Linked DNA regions of Mus musculus: region 1 is linked to region 2. A link is a contact called in public HiChIP or PLAC-seq data. All regions are on one chromosome and are shown on one strand. The core of a region is the stretch at or near the end of the contact, and the rest is flanking DNA. Distances in the headings are between cores, read along the strand shown. Region 1 has its middle 4.9 kb from the start of Gm19276. Region 2 overlaps Rai14 (retinoic acid induced 14).

Region 1 (2,957 bases), core at 308-2,807, 140 kb before region 2:
GATAAGAAAGCAAGCTGAGTAAATGACCCAGAACAAGACAGCTGACAGCTTTCCTCCATTGTCCCTGCCTCTGCTCTTGCTTGAGTTCCTGCCCTGATTTCCCTCAATAGTAGACTGTGGTCTGGATATGTGAGCCAAATAAAACCTTTCTTCCCCAAACTGCCTTTAGTGGTGGTATTTATCATAACAACAAAGAAGCAAATTAGGACATATACCTATTTTTTTTGTAATGAACATAGTACAGAAATGCCTTTTAGACATATAAAAATAGCCTGGTTATACCCAAGGCTACACCTGATAATCAAAACCCACTGATGTCATTTGGTCAAGATAACCAAACACCAGCCTAGAACCCCGTGATGCCCATTGGACAGTGTATAAACAGAGACCACGAGTAAGGCTCTGCTCTGCATAATCTGGAGAGACACCACCTCGATCCACACTGCAGCTGGAGAGTCTCCTTCAGGATCCTGACCTTCACTCAGAGACTCCTATTAAGCTGGGCCTGACCTTCAGCTCAGATATGTCACAGCCTTGGGGAGCTAGGCTTAGGTTTGTAGTTAGGGATCTAGAGTGTGAACCTTGTGTGATGACCTTCAGCATAATACAATTATAACGTTTCCTATATTAACTACAAGTATCTAACTTCTTCCTCATCTTTCTTTTTAAATCCTATCTTGAGCTGCCTTCCTCTGAAAGATCCTGTCCCCTAGGCTTCCTTGCCTAGTGGCTTTGTGCTGATTGAGCCAATGAGGGACCTAGCAGAGTTTGCAGAGTAATAGAGAGGGGGTATAGGTCACATTTTCCGCTAGTCTTTCCTGTTCAGAGGTTTTTATTCTGACTGCAGCTATGCTTGTCCACATCTGAGAGGAGCTCCTTAGTGAGCAGAGCCTGAGACAAAGACAAAGTCCAGTGATGCATTTGGAAGGTGATTCCAAGGCAGGAGGAGTCAGGGTGGTCAGCTAGGAGAGAGACAGAAGTGCAAAGAGTAATTGAGGGGCCAGAGAAGCATCTCAGAGGTTAAATGCACTTGCGGCTCCTCAGAGGACTTGAGTTCAGTTTCCAGCATCCATGGGACTCACAGTTGTCTGTTACTCCTGCATCAGGGGATCTGCTGCCTCTTCAGGCATCTTCACTCATGTGCGCATGCACACACACACACACACACACACACACACACACACACACACATCATTTAAAATAATAAAAATTAACTTTAAAAAAACAAAAGAGTATAACTGAATTGCCATAGTTGTTCACACCTAAGACCTGGGACTTGGGAGGCTGATGCAAGAGACTTGCCCTAAATTCAAGCCAGGCTGCACTTGCATATCAAAAGTCTATCTCAGCGAAACAAAGAAGCTGTCATGGAGATCCCAGCAGAGAACAACTAGCATTTGCCTATGGGGAGAATCTCTGAGGAATTACAGAATGTCTCTTGGAATTTCCTCCTGAAAGATGGAAGACAGCATTTTTTCCACCCACTCTGACACCCAACCCACCGCTGCCTGGCTGCCTTGGGGGCACCGACTCTCCCAGCATTCCTGGCTGCGCCTCTAAGCACCACAGAGCAGGTGCAGCCTCGGAGAAGGCTGTAGAAATAAATCAGAAAGACACTTGTCTCCCTTTAGGTGGAAAGCTGTCAGGGTGAGACTGCAGCTGTGGGTGGAATGGCTGAGGGCATGAGGGCATGATGGGGACCCAGAAGCATTCCTTGCGTACGGTGAGCCACGGTTGCTACTGGGCCTGTCTCTCTCCTGTAGTCTCTGGGTTCCCTTCACATTTTACCCCTTAAGCTCCGATGTTCCCCTCTCTGCCTGCTCTGCCCTTAGTGTCTGTGGGAACCCTTGACTGTGACCACAGAGAGAGTCCTTGACCTCTACAAAGAAGTCCTTCGTTAAAGCTTCTACGAACAAACCAGCTAGATGGGATTCTGTTTCCCGTGCTGTGACCTTGACAGATACTGACAGAGGATTCTGGCTGCAAACTAAGCTTGCTGGGCTGGGTAGCTGCCTCAGTAATGACGGCAGAGGATGAGGGAGTCGCTGAACCTCAGCTGAGGCAGGCAGGGCCTGAAGAGGAGTGAACATTTAAATGTAGTTACTCACAGAACCCTGCTAGACAGCAAGCCATAGTAAGCATCCCTAACACAAGATCTCCCTCAGATACATGTCCTAACACGAGCCTCCAAATATCTCACGCCAACCCTCATCCTCATCTACTCTGACGGAGCATTTTCACTGGCATTAGTAAGAAGGACTGTGGGGATGGAACACTGCCACATTCATCCTGGGTCATTTTTTCCTCCTATCTCAGTAGCCAGACTCTTCTGCGTTTATAAACAGGCATCACAGGTTTGCTGAATCGATCTTCATGTCTACTGATGCTCTGTTTCTGGGATTTATCCATCACTACCTTATAAATTACAGAAGCAGCAACCAAAAGGCAACTTTATAGCAATATCTTTTCTTTTTCCATTCATTTAATTCTAAAATGATGGGTATGTCTGTCTGTGTGGATATGTGTACAGGCATGCAGGTGCCCATAGAGACTAGAGGAGAGTATTGGATATGTCAGAATTTGGAGCTGTTGTGAGCTGCCTGGTGTGGGAACTGAACTGTTTTGTTTTGTTTTGTTTTGTTTTGTTTTGTTTTGTTTTGTTTTGTTTTTAACTGCCAAAACATTGTCTTCAGGCTACCTTTGTCTTTTATAGAATTCTCCTAGCCCATGGAAGAAGCAGTGGGGAGGTCTGATCCTTGTAATCTAAGGGTAAAAAATTCATAAACCCTTGAAATCTGTCTCCAGGTGGTCACAGCACCATGGTCTCTTGCAAGGGACACCTGAACTGAACTGTAATTCCACCTGGAGACTCTACAGGTCACAGCTGGTGTTGCTCCTGCTGGGGAGATCAGCACCAGAATAACATGGATTCAGGAGGGACCTGTGCTTCCCACAGG
Region 2 (2,990 bases), core at 414-2,913:
GTGCTACTCCAGGACCTTTGTGCAGGTGGAGGTTCAGTCAGGGTGGTGCTTTCTGGAAGCTGCTTCAGTTTGGGTCCCTGACTAGGGCAGGCTTATTTGTAAGCTCTGGGGATTCAGTATGACGCTGTAGGCTGTGGTTAGACAGACTCCTACCTATACTTGGGATGCTATACTCTATGGAGGCCAAGGCGGTGCTTTTGTAGTAGAAGCTATTTTTCAGTGTGTAGTAGTAACTTCATTTGGGACTTCCTTACACATGAGCAAGTCACTAGAGAGGCAGACACACAAGTAATGCAAACTGTAGAGGTTTTTTTTTTTTTACAGGGGGGAGGGTTGTTTGTTTTGTTTTTGTCTGAAAACAAGAGTGTGATGGTACAAACCTGGCCAACACAAGGAAAGTGGAAGCAAGAGGACTGGGAGTTGAAGGCCAGCCTTGGCTGTGATAAACCTAGGACTGGGGAGTTCAAGGCTAGCCTTGGCTATGCCGGGAATCTGTCTCCCACATCCCCAACCCCCACTCCAAGAAGCTGACGAGCCTAGGGAGGAAGAGAGTGGTCAACATGAGCCTCAAATACTCAGGACAAAGCAAACATAGAGCACGGATGCCAAATGGGCCTTCGAGGTGAGTCTAGCTGGCTCTGCCAGAAAACCAGGGCTAGCTGTGGGGACTGACTCTCAGGCTGGGAAGCCTGGTGGCAGATGCTCTGGGACACTGTGAGTCGGAGAGTTTTGGGAGCTCTGGAAAGGTGGCATTTCAACCAAGGGGATTGGCATGTGTGGAAATGATGAAGCTGGGGCTGTGGGGGAGCCGAGGCTCAGCATGTGGGATCTTAACATTTGCCCTTGACAGTAGACACAGTAAGGCTGGAGGAACCCGGACAAGCATCCCAACTTGGGGTGTGGCTATGAGGATGGGACATGGGATTGAAAGACCTTTGGAACAAGCCTTGAGAAGTGGCCGAGTGAGTTAGCCCTTACTCTGTGGGTGTGCGTTTGCTTTTGTGAAAGTTTTATTCCCAGGTATGTGTTCTGTTAGACTTAGGAACTCGCAGCGGACATAGCGTGGAGAAAAATCAGAGCAGCCAGTTTAAAGGGACTGCATTGGAAAAGACTAAGTAGATGGCATACCTTGATGTAGCAGCTCCCGGAGACTGCAGCCTTGAGCCAAGGAAATGCCCACACCCCCTGAATCTTGAGGAACCAGACATATCCTGCTCAGTCAGGATCCGAATCTGTTGCCTGTTGAGATAATGGTTCACATGAAGGTCGAAAACTGACATCGCTGCCAAGGTGTTTTTTTTTTTTTTTCCCAAGGAGTTTTTAGTCATTTATAATAAGTCCTTACAGATGCCTGAGTCATTCATTGTATGAACGTGTGCACACGCCGGGAGTATTTAAAACTGCACTCTGTAGCTATACAGGCCTTGGCCAGTCTCAAGCTAATCTCTTTGTAGACATGTAGCTTTAAAAGGTATGAGAGAAGAGACCGTTGGGTGGAGACAGGAGACCCGAGAGGACTTGGGTAGGCTCTTCTCAGGCTGCATACTTTCCAGGTCTTGTCAGCCCTTTTGAAACAGAGAATCGGCTTGCTGCCTGATCTCACCTTGTGTTAATTGGCCAGGTGCCATAACAAGGCGCTACAAGCTGGGTGGCCTAAACAACAGGAATTTATTGTCTCTTGGGTCCAGAGGCTGGAACTGTGGTAGGGCTGGTGTGCAGAGGCCTGTGTGGGAGAGCCTGTTGCATGCCTCTCCAGGATTCTAGGTGTTTACTGGGAACTTGGGCTTGTGGCCATGTTACCCCAATTCTAGACTTCGTCTTTGCTTTATTTTCTCTCTGTGTGCATGTATGTGTCCACATTCCTAGGTTTTATAAGGATACATATTAGATTAGGGCCAGTTGTATTGGATTAGGGCCAATTCCATTGACCTCATTTTAAACTACAATAACATGTAGGCTTTCTTTTCCTTCTTTTTTTCCTTAAATCTACCTCTTAATCTAAGTAAGATAACATTGTGATGTGGAGGTTTTAGCACGTCTACATAAATATTCTGGACATTACACCATTCAACCTGTAATGCATTTCTGTTCTAGAATAGGTTTTCTAAGCTCCTGCCTTTTCCCACTGAGTACATGCAGTTAAGAGGCCTCATCCCTTCATCTTGTGGATGACGCTCAGTGTCTCAGAAGGAGGGAAGGGCATGACAGTATTCCCGTGAGTGTTCCAGCCTAATGCACAGAAATGAGAGTAAATATTTCTTTTAAAATGTTATGTGTGTGTGTGTGTGTGTGTGTGTGTGTGTGTGTGTGTGTGTGTGTGTGAATAGAGAGTTGGATGCCTTAGGGCTGGAGTGTGGTTGTAAGCAACCTGATGTCTGCGCTGGGAATTGAACTTGGATCCCACAGAAAGCATTCTTTACCTTCCTTTGAGCCCTCACTGCTGCCCCCACATTTAAAAAAATTTTATCCTCCGTGTGTGTGTGTGTGTGTGTGTGTATGTGTGTGTGTGTGTGTGTGTGTGTGTGTACGTACATACATGCTCACACCCACACATGTGAAGACTAGGACATTAAGTGTCTACACCTTATTTATTCATTTTTGAGACAGGGTTTCCCACTAAACCCAGAGTGTGCCTGATTGATGAGGTTGATTGACCAGCGAGCTCCCAAACTCCTCCTGTGTTCCCCATATTCCCGTGCTGGGGTTATTCATGCATAATGCTGTGTCTGGATTTTACGTGGTGCTAGGGATGCAAACACATGTCCTCAAGGCTGTGCAGCAGGCACTTTCTCATGAGGGTATTTCCCAGACCTGGGGTGACAGCTCCTCATGACAACAAGGAGAAACATTGTTGTGCTGTTACAAGCTCACCACCTGCACAAGACACAGTGCCAAGTTTGCATACTCCTTGTCATTTATGTTCAGACCCTGTCAGGTAATGAACATCTAATGATAGCGTTTTACAGAGGAAGGAAGGACGGACGGATGGA

What was found. HiChIP or PLAC-seq counts read pairs in DNA pulled down with a chosen protein or histone mark.
Region 1: an H3K27ac HiChIP or PLAC-seq map of embryonic stem cells shows a contact between it and region 2, with 16 read pairs. The contact joins two enhancer-like sites. A contact is called at or near these places in 1 of 15 datasets of contacts at CTCF or cohesin (the NIH/3T3 cell line) and 5 of 115 datasets of contacts at active chromatin or transcription factors (embryonic fibroblasts, embryonic stem cells and pancreatic cancer cells).

Annotation. Positions count from the first base shown.
Region 1 is chr15:10,822,636-10,825,592 of GRCm38.p6, reverse strand. No RefSeq gene overlaps it. Among named protein-coding and RNA genes, the nearest start is that of Gm19276, 4.9 kb to the left of the region's middle. Within about 2 kb of position 1,557, at least 24 of the 459 cell types and tissues checked have an H3K27ac peak or open chromatin away from gene starts, as enhancers often do. A contact at or near this core is called in embryonic stem cells, where this site is marked.
Region 2 is chr15:10,684,479-10,687,468 of GRCm38.p6, reverse strand. The region is part of intron 2 of Rai14 (retinoic acid induced 14); the gene reads left to right. Among named protein-coding and RNA genes, the nearest start is that of Gm52214, 23 kb to the left of the region's middle. Within about 2 kb of position 1,663, at least 48 of the 459 cell types and tissues checked have an H3K27ac peak or open chromatin away from gene starts, as enhancers often do. A contact at or near this core is called in embryonic stem cells, where this site is marked.